Linked DNA regions of Mus musculus: regions 2 and 3 are each linked to region 1. A link is a contact called in public ChIA-PET and HiChIP or PLAC-seq data. All regions are on one chromosome and are shown on one strand. Each heading gives the region's core, a stretch centred on a gene start, on an enhancer-like site or on the middle of the called end of the contact. The rest is flanking DNA. Distances are from core to core; before and after follow the strand shown. Region 1 has its middle 46 kb from the start of Dph5. Region 2 has its middle 26 kb from the start of S1pr1. Region 3 has its middle 85 kb from the start of S1pr1.

What was found. ChIA-PET counts read pairs in DNA pulled down with a chosen protein or histone mark. HiChIP or PLAC-seq counts read pairs in DNA pulled down with a chosen protein or histone mark.
Region 2: an RNA polymerase II ChIA-PET map of effector CD8 T cells shows a contact between it and region 1, with 5 times the contacts expected there. The contact joins two enhancer-like sites. A contact is called at or near these places in 3 of 484 Hi-C or Micro-C datasets (CD8 T cells, hematopoietic stem and progenitor cells and liver), 20 of 115 datasets of contacts at active chromatin or transcription factors (the 230-238 cell line, CD4 T cells, CD4 single positive thymocytes and 10 more) and 2 of 9 other capture datasets (adipose tissue and liver).
Region 3: an H3K27ac HiChIP or PLAC-seq map of regulatory T cells shows a contact between it and region 1, with 6 times the contacts expected there. The contact joins two enhancer-like sites. A contact is called at or near these places in 8 of 484 Hi-C or Micro-C datasets (CD4 T cells, CD8 T cells, Th1 cells and 1 more), 10 of 115 datasets of contacts at active chromatin or transcription factors (CD4 T cells, CD8 T cells, Th17 cells and 6 more) and 1 of 9 other capture datasets (liver).

What each region holds. Positions count from the first base shown.
Region 1 is chr3:115,931,647-115,936,356 of GRCm38.p6, forward strand. It overlaps a transcript of Dph5 not described here. Among named protein-coding and RNA genes, the nearest start is that of Dph5, 46 kb to the left of the region's middle. Within about 2 kb of position 2,120, at least 27 of the 459 cell types and tissues checked have an H3K27ac peak or open chromatin away from gene starts, as enhancers often do. A contact at or near this core is called in CD8 T cells, Th1 cells, effector CD8 T cells and 4 more, where this site is marked.
Region 2 is chr3:115,687,106-115,691,815 of GRCm38.p6, forward strand. No RefSeq gene overlaps it. Among named protein-coding and RNA genes, the nearest start is that of S1pr1, 26 kb to the right of the region's middle. Within about 2 kb of position 2,501, at least 141 of the 459 cell types and tissues checked have an H3K27ac peak or open chromatin away from gene starts, as enhancers often do. A contact at or near this core is called in CD8 T cells and effector CD8 T cells, where this site is marked.
Region 3 is chr3:115,797,532-115,802,241 of GRCm38.p6, forward strand. No RefSeq gene overlaps it. Among named protein-coding and RNA genes, the nearest start is that of S1pr1, 85 kb to the left of the region's middle. Within about 2 kb of position 1,945, at least 63 of the 459 cell types and tissues checked have an H3K27ac peak or open chromatin away from gene starts, as enhancers often do. A contact at or near this core is called in CD8 T cells, Th1 cells, memory CD8 T cells and 3 more, where this site is marked.

The DNA of each region.
Region 1 (4,710 bases), core at 870-3,369:
GGATTAGAGCTTACCAAATGTAATTTGAAATTAAAATTTAGGTTTGTTTGTTTGTTTGTTTCTCAGCTTGGCAAACCTGCATGTAATTTAACCTCAATGTAAATGAGTTAAAGAATGAAAACTTCACCAGTACTAAGAGATGATCAGTGCTGGAGTCCCAGGGTTGAGACAGAGACCGGAGAAAGGAGTGCACATTTGGTGTTTCTTTAGCAGTTGAGCTCTTTATTGGCTTTGGCTGTCTTGAAGTTTGGTCTCGATTTGCTTTGGCTCTTGCAGTGCCGGGGTAAAGGAAGTTAGATCACACAGCTTTGGCCTTGTGTGTGTTAGGCACGGATTTTACCATGCTGTTGCCCATAGCTAGGTGTCAATGTATCAACAGAAAGATTCAGTGAATCGCCTTGATAGTAACACTGCTGTCACCAAGAATTCCTTCTCTCTGTCCCTTTGCCCGTTGCCCTAACTGTTGGAAACCAGTGATCTATTCTTCTTCAAGAGCTTTGCCTTTTTGAGAAGGTCAAAAATATGAGACTGGCTTCCATAAGCTCGGTGTTCTGGATATTCATGCAGACTGTCCCAGGTATCAAGAGTGTGTCCCTTTTTTACTGGTTAGTAGAGGTCTCCGCATGGAGAGACTGCAGTAGTCATGATAATTGCTAAAGCATTCACATCGAAGCTTTTGTGTGGTTGTTCTAGAAGAGATACCCAAGAATGGGATTTCTGGTTCAGATGATAGTAATACATTTACTTCTGAAGGAAACTACCTGTTTACTGGCCTAGCGAGATATGTTTGTTGGTGCAATAGTGACATGAATATTATAGGGCTAACCAATCACTTTCTGACTGGATTTAAGGCCTGCTCCACAGGAGAAACCGATCTGGAGAGCTCATACATCCCAGGAGTGAATCTGCCACTATTTGCTAAATAGGTACAATATCAAAGTACATTCTAAGTAGCTATTTCTATACCCACAGGCAAGTGTAACTCTCAGGTCTCCTCAGACAAAAGTCCTTGTGTAGTGCATGGTTAATACAGAGATTCGCCACTGGCCAAAGTGCGAAGACACGTATGTGTGGAGCTCTCAGCCATACATGGGACATCTGTATTATACAACCACCCTGCCAAGGCTCAGGGAACGTAGAGAAAGAGGGAACAAAAACATTATTCAAAGAGCCAGAGATAGGAAAGGATCAGAGTGAAACTGTCTTTTAGACATAAGCACTGAACCTCTGAGTTTGTGGTGGCTGTGGTCAACCTTCCAGCATGGACCAGAGAGGAGCAGATGAGCCTCACCCCAGCTTAAGAGTGATCGGATAGCCATGGCCGACCAGAGGAGGGAGACTGAGTTTGTCTAGGAGTGTAGTTCCTGGTGGGTTGCCCATGCTCCAGTAGGAACGACATACAAATCAGACTCTGGTTATAAGAGGCAAACAGAAGGCAAGCTGGGAAGGGTTGTGGTGAATGTCCACCGGAGCTGAAGGTGCAGAGCGGGAGCCAAAGTTGCTCAAATACATTGTATGCATTTATGCAGTGCTGAAAAATTAATATATCTTTCATTGTGAAGATCAGTCTGGTTGCATAAAGGAATTCCTAGAGCATTGGATGTGTGGTCAAATGTTAAATCCATGTTGAGTGTATTGAGGGTATTTACAAAAGATCCACTGAAGGAGGGAACCCTATCCTCAATAGGGACAGTACCGTAAACCTGAGGTCAAGACCAAACAACGATGGGGAAAGGAGAAAGCGAATACTCCAACACCAGCATCTTCCTCTCTTTTTCCCATCCACCAATAGGTGAGCAACCCACCCCATGCCGCCAAGGACAAGGAGCTGGTTCTGCCACAGCGCCACCACACCGTGTAAGCCAAATAGAACCACCCCCTTCTTTACATTGCCTACTTGAGCAATGACGAGAGTGACTCAACACTGCCCAAATGACCTCCAAACTGGCCTTTTCTTTCTGCGTTCTCACAGTATCACACGTGAGTTCTCATTGTTCGTCTCTTACAGGTCAGCTCTGGAGAGATTGACTGCCTCTGTCTCGCTCTCCCCAAACACTGCTAGCGGAAGACTAGATGTAAGGTTGTTTATAAAGGATGTCATTTGCCACCCTCTCAGATCACAGATTGTAGTAAAATGCAACTTCAACTCAGTTCCTGTATGCTCATTGCCTTTTGGAGACAGGTGGCACAGCGCCCCACCCTTTTGACCTTTTTAGTTTTGGGGCAAATGTTAAAAAGAGGTAGTGTGCTTCCTTCGCTTCTTTTTGAAGCTGTTTGCTTTCTAGCTCCTCCACTTTTCCCGTACATGATAGCAGAACTTTACTGGCACTGCAGTGAGGCCCGTGGGAGTTTGACTGCAAGTCTTCCATATGGTGTGGATAGTCTGGAGTTTATCCCATGTGGGAAGAATACAGCCATTCTTCAAATATCTCTTTTGCACTGAATGCTTTATCCTCTTTCTTGATCTCTGATGAATCTGAGAATAGGAGTGTCGGACATTGCTTATCCCACAGTCGCTGAGCTGTGTTCTGTTTCTGTAGTTTCTTTCTTGAAATGGTTTTTGTGTTCTGAATGGGTAACTTTTCCTGATCTGTCTTCACGGTTATTGACTCTTGCTTCTTCTATACTGCTATTGAGTTCATTTGATATGCTTTTAAATTTTTTCTTATTGTCCTGAATTTTCATCTTTTTTAAAAAATAAAATTTTGATGTGCATACATGTGCTATTATGTGAGTTATCTGTAGGAGACCACAGGGACAGAAAAGGATGTCAGATCTGCTAGAACTGGAGTTACAAACCACTCTGAAGCCATCCTATAGGAACCAGTCCTGGGTTCTCTTGAAGAACAGTAGCTGTTAGCCACAGAGCAAGCTCAGCCCTAGTCTCCAATTTCTTTCATTAGTCTTTGTTGCAGGGTTATTTGTTACTGTGCAGTTGTGTGTTTTCATAGTGGCTACATCAAGATCTTTATTAGCTTACTCCAAAGCTCACGTGGTTACAGCACTTGTTCAACTCCCCTGGGATTTAAACTGGACGTTCTGGATATCATATATTAGGTCCTAAGTCCTCTAAAACTCTGTGGTGAAGTCAGCCGTTCTGTTCTCAGAAGCAAGCAACGTGGTGAAGGGCAGGGTGTGAGTGCTTGTCTGTCCCTTCTGTACACTGGTCAAAGACCGCAGGTCTGGCCCCGTGTAGTTTGTTCTACTTAGTCTGGAACTTGGGGAGTTGGATAGGGCTTTTTTAGTTTGCTAAGTAGGATCAACATCAAAGCATTAATGAGTTGAAGGTGATCCTTGGAGTTCATAAATTACTCACATGGTTCTTCTGGGCTCTGTGCCCCTCAGTCTCGCCCTACCCCACGGTACCCTGGGCTCCCTTTCCCCATCCCCAGCCAGGAGCCTGGCAGTCTTACTACTCTTCAGTTCATCATCTCCTGAGTGGGACTGCACCCTCACCTATGCAGGAGAGAGATTAGTTGTCTTTTTGAAGCCATAGCTTTTCCAATAAAAACTAAAATCTGCTCTTTCCAGGAGTTGACACTTCTGTTGGTTTCCGTAGCTGCTGGCTATCAGCCACCACAGTGCTGTGTCCGACAAGTCTCAAGCTAACAGATGTGTTAACTTAGCCTTCTGGAGTCTTCCTAAGCCAGTGCGACCTTTATACTAATTACTCGTCAGGGGAAGTAACATGACATAGAGAATTCCTGTAAAGTCGAACATGGTGAGCTAGCTCACTGCCTAGGGTGAGGACGTAAGGCTATCAGATTGTCCCTAATTTACTTAAAAATTTAGATGATCACATTTCTAAAAGTTAAAAAAAAAATGGCAAGACCAAAGTGTGGACACTTTGCCCCTTCCTAGAAATGGGAACAAAACACCCATGGAAGGAGTTACAGAGACAAAATTTGGAGCTGTGACGAAAGGATGGACCATCTAGTGATTGCCATATCCAGGGATCCATCCCATAATCAGCTTCCAAACGCTGACACCATTGCATACACTAGCAAGATTTTGCTGTAAGGACCTAGATATAGCTGTCTCTTGTGAGACTATGCCGGGGCCTAGCAAACACAGAAGTGGATGCTCACAGTCAGCTATTGGATGGGTCACACGGACCCCAATGGAGGAGCTAGAGAAAGTACCCAAGGAGCTAAAGGGAACTGCAACCCTATATGTGGAACAACAATATGAACTAACCAGTACCCCGGAGCTCTTGTCTCTAGCTGCGTATGTATCAAAAGATGGCCTAGTCAGCCATCACTGGAAAAAGAGGCCCATTGGACTTGCAAACTTTATATGCCCCAGTACAGGGGAACGCCAGGGCCAAAAAGGGGGAGTGGGTGGGTAGGGGGTTGGGGGGGTGGGTATGGGGGACTTTTGGGATAGCATTGGAAATGTAAACGAGGAAAATACCTAATTAAAAAAAATGGCAAAGTTGTAATTATAATTGCCATGAAACTGTATTTATGCTTATATAGAAATATGATTCTATTTATATAATGTTACACTTTAAAAGATAATATGCCTTGCCAAATTCAGGAAATACCATTTGGAATGCTTTTAGCTTTGTATTGTCTTATTTTTAATCTTTAAAAATTTTTTTTGATGTGCATATGTGTGCAACTGTGTGTTATCTGTAGACCACAGGGACAGAAAAGGATGTTTGATCCGCTGGTTTTAAGTTTAGCAATAGCTGGCTTACAAACAAAA
Region 2 (4,710 bases), core at 1,251-3,750, 240 kb before region 1:
GTTATGAGCCTGGAAGCCCTAAAAGAATCTTCCCTGCTCTCTCTTAAAGACAAACCAGCCCAGGAAACCAGTGCTGGGTGTGTCCGGGAGATGAAAGAGCTAACATGCACTCCAGTGTAGTTTAACTTGCTACTGTGGACTCCCCTTTTATTCCTCCACATTAATCTATAACCACTGTGAATCATCATTTTCAACCTAATAGAAAAATCCATTTGTATTCAAGAGAATGTGGAGAAGTGGCTCATCATAAATAACTAGGCATTCTTTTTTTTAAAAAAGTGTTTGTTTAATTGGCACACAGTGATCCTTCTGATTTGTGGGGTGATGTTCCTGGCAGGGAGGCATGGCAGCAGGAACCTGAGAGGTCATGTCTTCAACAGCAACTGTGAATCAGAGTGAGTGAACTGAAAACTAGGAATTCCCACACTCCACCTCCAGTGATGCACTTCCCTACAGGAAGGCTCCATCGCCTCCCCAGCCGACACCATCACATTGGGATCAAGTTTCCCAGTACCTAAAGGACCTAATAGGATACATTTCTCATTCAACACCCCCCCCATGTGCAGTATCATTTCAATACATGCACACAGCATGCTACAGCCAGATCATCATCTTTAATTTGCATCTTTTCTTTGGGTTGGGAATATTCAAATCCTTTCTATTACCTGTCTCATAATAGTCAGTTAATTATTGTCAACATAGCTCTACATTTGTCCCTTTACTAATTTCCATAGATATGCATGTACATAACCATACATATAGATATGTGTCCCCACACTCCAAGTGAGAGGCTAAAACAAAATCTCCAGTTTTTCCTCTAACCCACTGATGAACTTTTAGCGAAACCTCACAGAACAACCGTAGCAACAACAAAGCAGGGTGTGGTGTCCTGTTCAGGATCCCAGTATTCAGTGGAGACAAAAGCCAGAGTCAGCTCACACTTAACAGGTGACCAAGGGAATCATGTTAATACCCTGAGAAATCATATGGGTTCACTTCCAACTTTTCCTAACATGATATGTTTCACACTTGCAGGCAACTGTGGTCATATAACTGTACTGACTGGTTTTGTGTGTCAACTTGACTCAAGCTGGAGTTATCACAGAGAAAGGAGCTCCCTTGAAGAAATGCCTCCATGAGATCCAGCCGTAAGGCATTTTCTCAATTAGTGATCAGGGGAGGAGGTCCCATTGTGGGTGGTGCCATCCCTGGGCTGGTAGTCTTGGGTTCTGTAAGAAAGCAAGCTGAGCAAGCCAGGGGAAGCAAACCAGTAAAGAACATCCCTCCATGGCTTCTGCATCAGCTCCTGCTTCCTGACCTGCTTGAGTTCCAGTCCTGACTTCCTTTGGTGGTAAGTAGCAATGTGGAAGTGTAAGCTGAATAAACCTTTTCCTCCCCAACTTGCTTCTTGGTCATGATGTTTGTGCAGGGATAGAAACCCTGATTAAGACAATAACAAAGCATGGGGATGGTGTATGATGACAATTTCCTTAAATTTCCTCTTGTCTCATTTAGCTACTACTCCATTAGAGTGCTTATTTCACGACTCTTCCTGATCCTTTCCCCCCCACCCCACCTTCCCACCACCACCAAAGGAAAAGTCTAAACTTACTACAGGATTCATGATTTAAGGATTCAACATATTTCAGTATTTCATGTCATTAACAGGGTTTGAGATTTCAAATTACAAAACTTGCACAGGTTTTGAGTGATCTGTCCTCTAGTTTAATTTCCCCATAAACAGTTATTCTTAGTGCAGAAAGGCATGAATTATCCTATACCTTTGCATTAATATTAAGTCAGAATGTGCTTGAATAGCCAAGTGACCCAACTATATAATATTATAGTGAATTAACTGCACATCAGAAGCTGCCTAACATCAGCTAGGACTACATAGCAAGAGGTGTCATTTTTAAAACGTGCTCAGCCCTAAAATCATATACATACATTATACAGACTAAGCAGATTGTGTTTGTATATTTAGAAGTATATGGATATGTACATATGTATGTGTCAACAATTAAAGAGAAAGAGCCAGAGACCGTGAATTTGAGGGAGTGGAAGGGCAGCACATGGGAGAGGTTGGCGAGAGGAAAGGAAAAGGAGAAAACAATGTAATTATACTTTAATTTCAAAAATTAAAAATTAAACAAAAGAACTATAAAACTTGATGTCATATAGATAAATGATGGCTGCAAGAAATAAAATAAGTTGACTATGAAAAAGAGAAGAAAAACAGAAGTGTAGATTCTAAAGGAAACAATAGCACAAAGGAATGGGGAAAATTAGCTGCAAGAAACAAACCGAAGGGCAGAAGAGGAAGTGTTAAGTTAGCACAGGAAAATAGCTGGAACCAAAATACTCCGAAGACCTCTGCTGCTAGCTCTTTTGAGTTTTTTGGTTTTTTGTTTTTTTAAGTGGCTGGCTGAGATGTGAGTCTTCCCGTTTCCTGACTTGCAATGCCCGCCTTCTTTACCAACACTGAGATCACAAAGGCTGTCAGCAGACCATGAGTCAGCGCTGCGAAGAGAAAAGGCATCAAAGACTGACCCTTACCAACCCAGTTCCTCTGTCTTCCATTCAACACAGCGGATTGAAAAGCAGACACAAGTCATGGTTTCAAAACCAGTCCGAAATGTTTAAGTTTCCAGTTTAGAGTCATTACAGCATAACTCAGGTCACCTGACATCTTCTTCCAGAGTTCTCCAAGTGTTGTTTGTGACAACGGCTTGCAAGTCAGCAAAGCCAGAATTCCAGTCCCCACCATGGCAATGACTAGCTTGGGAACTTCAAACAATAAACTTTTTAATCCTCACTTTCTTTCCCCAGCAGAAGAGATTCCAAGGATAAAGAACTTCCTCAGTCTGTAAGCAATGCCTCAAAGATTACACAGCAGTAAAGACCATGGAAAGGATTGAACACACAAAGATACACAGAATGAAGGAGTGAGAGTCCTGGTGAAAGGAGCCAGCGGAAGCTAGGTGGGTGGCACAGGAGGGAGGTAAAAACAAAAGGAGTTCAAGGTGATCCTCAGCTACCCAGTGAGCTCAAGTTCAACCTGGCCTGTGAGAGAGAGTCTTTCTCAAGCAACCAAACAACAATAAGAGTGTTAGAAGAACAAAGAGACAGGGATTCAGTGTGCATTGTGTATATCAATAGACCTGCCTGTGTGTGTGTGTGTGTGTGTGTGTGTGTGTGTGTGTGTGTGTGTGTGTGTGTGTGTGTTTTACCATAGGGGATTTCAAAAGAAAAAATTTAAACTTTGTTTGTTTGTTTGTTTGTTGACAAAGCCTCACGCAGGTCAGAACTCTGACCGTCCTGCCTTTACCTCTTGGGTGGTAGGCAGTTTACAACAGGTTGTTGATTAAAACCAAGATTTCCTACATGATAGGCAAGCACTTTTCAAAATCTTAAGTGGGGAGCTTGAGAGAACTCAGCACTTGCTTGTCTTCCAGAAGACCCAAGTTTGGTTCCTGGCACACATGTAAGACAGATTAAAATTTAAGTTTTAAAATTTAAGCTGCAGGCACCTGTACAACAAGAGGGTGTTGGGGATTTTAAAGTTACTTTCCCTTCCAGGGCAGGCATGGGAGTACAATGGGAACAAAAGTTCACTAACATCACATTGCCCAGGGAATTTCTTCTATGTGATGGAAACTTCACTGTCAGGTCAAGTAAAATTCAACAATCCTAGTTTTTCAAAGGTCTAACATCTTGGTTTTCTACTTGATGAAACTTTAGCATACATGACTCCTTATTTATTCATTTGTGTGTTTGTTTGTTCATTTGTTTGTTGTTGCTATTGTTGTTTTGAGAAAGGGTTTTTGTGTGTGTGTAGCCTTGGCTGTCTTGGAACTTCCTCTGTACACTAAGCTGGCCTCAAACTCAGAGATCAACCTGCTTCTGCCTCCCAAGTGCTGGTAAAGGCCTATGTCACCATAATGAGCTTCCACTTCGATTTTTAATGTGAACCAAAGCTCTCCCCGCCCCCCCCCCAAAGCTATTCCTATATACATACAAAGCTGTTTAGAACTTCTCTATAGGGCAGAATGTTGACGATCCAGAATCCAATTGTCTTGGGCTGCCTTTAGTCCCCTAAGAACCATGTATTGCCCACTACTGACCTATCATCCTCGTGACTGTTGGGTAGATGCTTTTTGGAATGTATTGCAGACCACTAACTGCACCAACTCAATAAGCAAAGGGATGACTTAAAATCGTGCACTCTGCCACCATTCCACATCCCTGCACAAGCAATAGAAGTTCCAGGACCACCAATATCTATTTATAGTCAGGCCATCTAAAGCTGCTCAACAGTGGGTTTCTAGAAGCCCACAGCCACAGTTTTACAACAGTGGTAAAAAGTTAAAATGTAAAATATGTTACTCCTTTGCTTCTTGGGTAAGATTCTTTGCAATAGTCTGCCTTAGGCAATGGTTTGCCCAGAGGAAAACTTGAGCTAACTCCAGTAGAACAGGAGACAGATCAATGTCCTACTTCAAACTTTCCAAAAGCCAAGTTTCACACACACTTGGTAAAGGGATTTCTTGAGCATTTCTATGAAGCAGTTGTCTTAGAGACTTCACAGGGTTTTTACTACAGGGAAGTGTGGAGGGGCAAGGAGGGAAGGCCACCTACTCGTCACTCAAATTTACTCGGGTGAAAGCTGTATGAAGACATGATACAAAAGCTTGCCCTTTGTGGGCTGGT
Region 3 (4,710 bases), core at 695-3,194, 130 kb before region 1:
CCCTTTAATACAGTTCCTCATGTTGTGGTGGCCCCTAACCATAAAATTATTTTGGTTGCTATTTTGTAACTGTAATATTGCTACTTTTATGAATCATCATGTAAATATTGGATGTGCAGGATATTGATATGCTAGCACAAAGGGGTCACGCCCCCCCCCCCCCCGGGTAAGAACCATTGGTCTAGAGGAACCAGGAAAAAAGGATCAAGCAAGCATCAGTTGTTTGTTCATCAAAGTTTAAGCAGAAGGAGAAATTCAGGGTACACGCTTTTTAAAACGCACTTGCTTTTAATCACTTGAGCTTGTTTATATGCTCAGGTGGGGAAGCTAAAGACAGGACAGAAGCATGAAAAGAGATGGCTGATGGATTTTGGTCCCATGGAAAGCAAGAGAGAAAGAGAAGCAGAACACAGGGGGTTGGATTAGCCTTGGCTGTGTAAAGCGAAGCTGAAGTTCCCAGCCATGGAATGGAAGAGACAAGGTCATTGCCTGGCAAGATGTCCTCAGATGTTGGGGGAAGAGGAAACTTTGTGAAGTAGGATTAAAGGGTGTCCTTGAGAAAATCCATACGGTAATGCCCTGCAGTGTACATTGAGTGAGGTAAGAGATAAAGTTAGGAAGAAACACCTTGGTGGGCAGGAAGTTATAAGGAGAAGGATTGGAAAAGAGAGAGGAACGCAGCTCCATCATATTCTTTGAAAGTCAATTAGAAGCCACACATTTCTTCTGATGAATCCTGCTTGACAGTGCTGATAAAATGAGGATTTAGAGTTAGCACAACACATCAAAGTTCTCTATAGACAAAATTGAGGTCAGCATCAACTTACCTCGTTTATATTTGTCTTTGGACACCATATGCATAAAGCTGTCGTAGGATGCATATACCCATGCACACAAAGGAGCCGCCTCAAAAATCCTATATAAACCAGGAATACATCAAATGTTTCTGCCATTTCCAGACAGGATCTCATTGTGTAGCGTTACAGAAACCTCAAATCTTTGTACTTGGTATTCCTGAGTGCTAACATTACTGATGTGTGCCAGAATACCTGGCTAGATAAGAATATTTAGCCACTTATGAAGAGTACAATTCATTAATATAAAACACAATTCATTTACATTGTGCTACTGTCAATATCAAATAATATTAGTGAATTTTTAGCATGCGACATTAAAAGTGTGTACCCACGGGGAAGCACCTCCAAATTACCCATGACTTCCACTTTCTGGTAACTGACATTCCATTTCCACTTATATAAGTGGCATCATGCAATATTTGTTCTTTGTGTCTACTTTACTTCACTTAAAATAAAATCAGTTTTGTAACTCCTGGGAGGGATAGGAAAAGTTCACAGAGAAGTGGGATTATAATTGGGAACTGAGAGATGTAGGGGTACACCGTGCAGATCCACAGTGGCATCCCACTCTGACGTGAGAGAGCCCAGTGATAGCAGCGAACTTAAAGATACATTTCAGCAAGTCATAGAGGATGCACCACCAGGGAAGCTCAACTGAAGAAGAACCAGCTAGGGAAGATAATGCTACCCAAACCCAGGAGTGAAGAGCCAAGTGGGATGCTGAGAGAGCGCCAAACGCTCTGCTGGGCTAGAATGAAAGGTGCCCTGGAAACTGCTGAGGTGGTAAATATAGAACAGATTGGGGTGAATACAGCCAATGGTCTGTTTCTCCCAACTATTTAGCAGAATTGCCTTGAAAATAAAACATGCCTATGGAGCTGCTCTCCAGAAACCTACAGAAGACCTCGAATATCCCTCCATGGTTTTCCTATGCTTGCCGGGTTTCAGGAGGCACACATGTATCTCAGCAGCGCCTGGGAACCGTTTAACTGCAGCCTGTGTTTTAAGAAGGCGACGGCTAGGTAGTATGTTGAGGTTACCAAGAGAAACTACTTGAGGTTTAGAAGCAATGAAATGAGGTTCTGGCTACTTCCTCCCACATGTTACCCAAGAGTGGGTAGTGATTAAACATCTTGTCACACCTACTACCCATTCTGGTGAACTTGAACCAAACCACCGGAGGCTTTTAAGCAGAGCAATGAAGTTATCAGAGTGCCGTGGGAAGGGCAGTTCTGGCAGCCATGCTGGGCAGGCGGCAACCGATCAGGTAGCAGGTATCCAGAAGAATGCAGAGATGAAGTTCTGCCAGTGTTTTTTAGCCTTCTTAATGCCGCAACCCTTGAATACAGTTCCTCATGTTGTGGTTACCCCACAACCATAAAATTGTTTTGTTGCTATTTCATAACTGTAATTTTGCCTGTGTTATGAACCATATTGCAACTATCTGGTATGTGATACTTAGGAGGTGGCGACCCACAGACTGAGAACTGATTCTCTAAAGGCTTGTCATGTGGTGCTGGTGGAGGGGCTGGTGAAGAGGGAATGCTAAAAATCTTCATAAAAACAAAAAAATCTAGTACCAATAAGATCTTGAAAAATGTCTGTACAGCAGGAACTCTGGGGTAGCCACTGGCTTAGGGGCAGGGACTGGATACTTATAGGACCATCAGATATGTTATGTAGATTACTCCTTGCATAGCTTATGGGAAGACTTAGCACACTAGTATATACAAACTAACTGATAGGGTCATTCGAAGTTCAAACATATCCAGGAACGGTGGTAGCAAGTACTAAGGTAATCTTAGCACTTGAGAAATAGAGGCAGGAAGATCACAAGTCTAATGTCACTTTCAGCTCCATAATCATTTAAAAGGTAGCCTGACCTGTATGAGACCTTGTCTTAAAAAACAAACAAACAAACAAACAAACAAACAAAAACAAAACAGAAAGGAAAGAGGGTGGTGGCACACACACACAGAGACAGACAGACAGACAAAGACAGAGACAGACAGGCAGAGACAGAGAGACAGAGACAGCGAGAGACCCAGAGACAGTTAGAGAGAGAAACAGAGAGAAGCACACAGAGAACCACAAAGAGAGAAAAAGACAGACAGACACCATCGGGGGTGGTGGGAGAGAGCACAGAAACACACACAGAGAAACAGACAGACAGAAAGACATAACAGACAGACAGACAGGCAGGCAGGCAGGCAGACACAGACACACTACATACACAAACAGGCACACATGCGCACACACTAAGACACAAACAGACACACCACACACATACACAGACACATACACAGAGAGGCAGACAGACCAACAGACAGACAGAAGACAGACAGAAAGACAGAGACAGAGGAGGGGGGAAACGGAGAAAGGCAGAGAGATATGAGTCTTCCTTATAAGAACACTTAGATGCTGCAAACTTTAACCCAGTGAAAAGTAACGTGAGGAGTAATAATTATTTAGAATGCTACAGTTTCACTAAAAAGACAAACCCAAAAGTCAGTTGTTTTCCTTTTAGGCGTTTAATGTCTTCTGTAGTTTTAAAAACAACAGCTTATGAACATAGAAGTCTTATTTTCCCCTGTTCATCATCATATTTTTGGTTTATCTGATCATAAAAGGGTGTGGTTCTCCATCCACAGCAACCGCGAAGCAGCCTGAGAAAGAGCAGCCCCGGGTGGGAAAGCTCTTTTAAGCACACAGCAGTAGGTAGCAGTCAAGAAGAAGCTAGCCAGTGCTCTTACACTGACAATGTAAACACTGATAACTGAGCTCAAAGTGTCCTCACCAGCACTTCGCCTGCATTTCTTATCCTGTCATTCATGAAGATGAGACATAGCCTTTCTTTTCTTGAATAAAAGTTTTAAGGGGATTTCCTCCTTTATTTCTCTTTGATTTTCTAGAAGAGAGTTTCAAATATGTTTTTTGCCATAAACGAGTACTTTGAATTTAAGTAGATTTTCCCCTTCTTCTGGAATCAAAATGCAGTCAGAGCTTCTTGCACTCTGCCAGTTGAGAATACAGAGAGCCTCCAAGTCATGGGCCACAGGAGGGGAGGTGACCACTGTGGCCTGTGGCCTAGCACTTGACTGTTACCTGTTACAGCAACTGCTATACATTTTGCGTACAATTCATTTCAGGACAAAAAAACAAAACGAAAAAAAAAAACAACACATAGGAAGGCAAATCTGATCATGTCAGAAAAGAGAATGAATTTGAGGTATTGCATACCTCACAAGAGTAAAAAAAACAAGACAGGAAAGTGAGTGGTTTCCTTAAGATTCCTATGCCACTCAGAGCAGGAAGGAAGCCCCACCCTCAAAGGCGCAGAGGGAAACAGCACTAGATAGGTTCCCCTGCACAAAGAGAAAAAGGTGAATTTGCATAAACATACAAAGCAGCTGAAAGCATAACTCAATGGCAGAGGGTTTGTCTAGATGCACAGAGCACTGGGTTCAAACTCCAGGATTGCAACAAATGAACAAACAGGCATCTTCATTGCCCGTACCATCTCCTCCTCTCATAAATGCTGTTCAGTGTCAGGGAAATGCGGCTGCCCTGTATGTAGGACAATCTACTGTAGCTCTCCACGTGTAGAAGGTACTAGGACTTTGTGCTTCCTCTGTTAAAGCAGGTGTGCAGGGCACTTGTGAACATACTCCCCGGAGCATGAATCCTGCCTAAAAGGGGATCTGAAAAATGTATAGATTTTTATATGCTAATGCTGACCTAATGGTTGCTCCCACCCTTAGAATTTCCAAATTAGCCAATATTATGCCATAGCTGCATTTTTTTTTCATTTCATGTATTCAGCGTTTGAGAACTAAGATTACTTTCTCTAGGT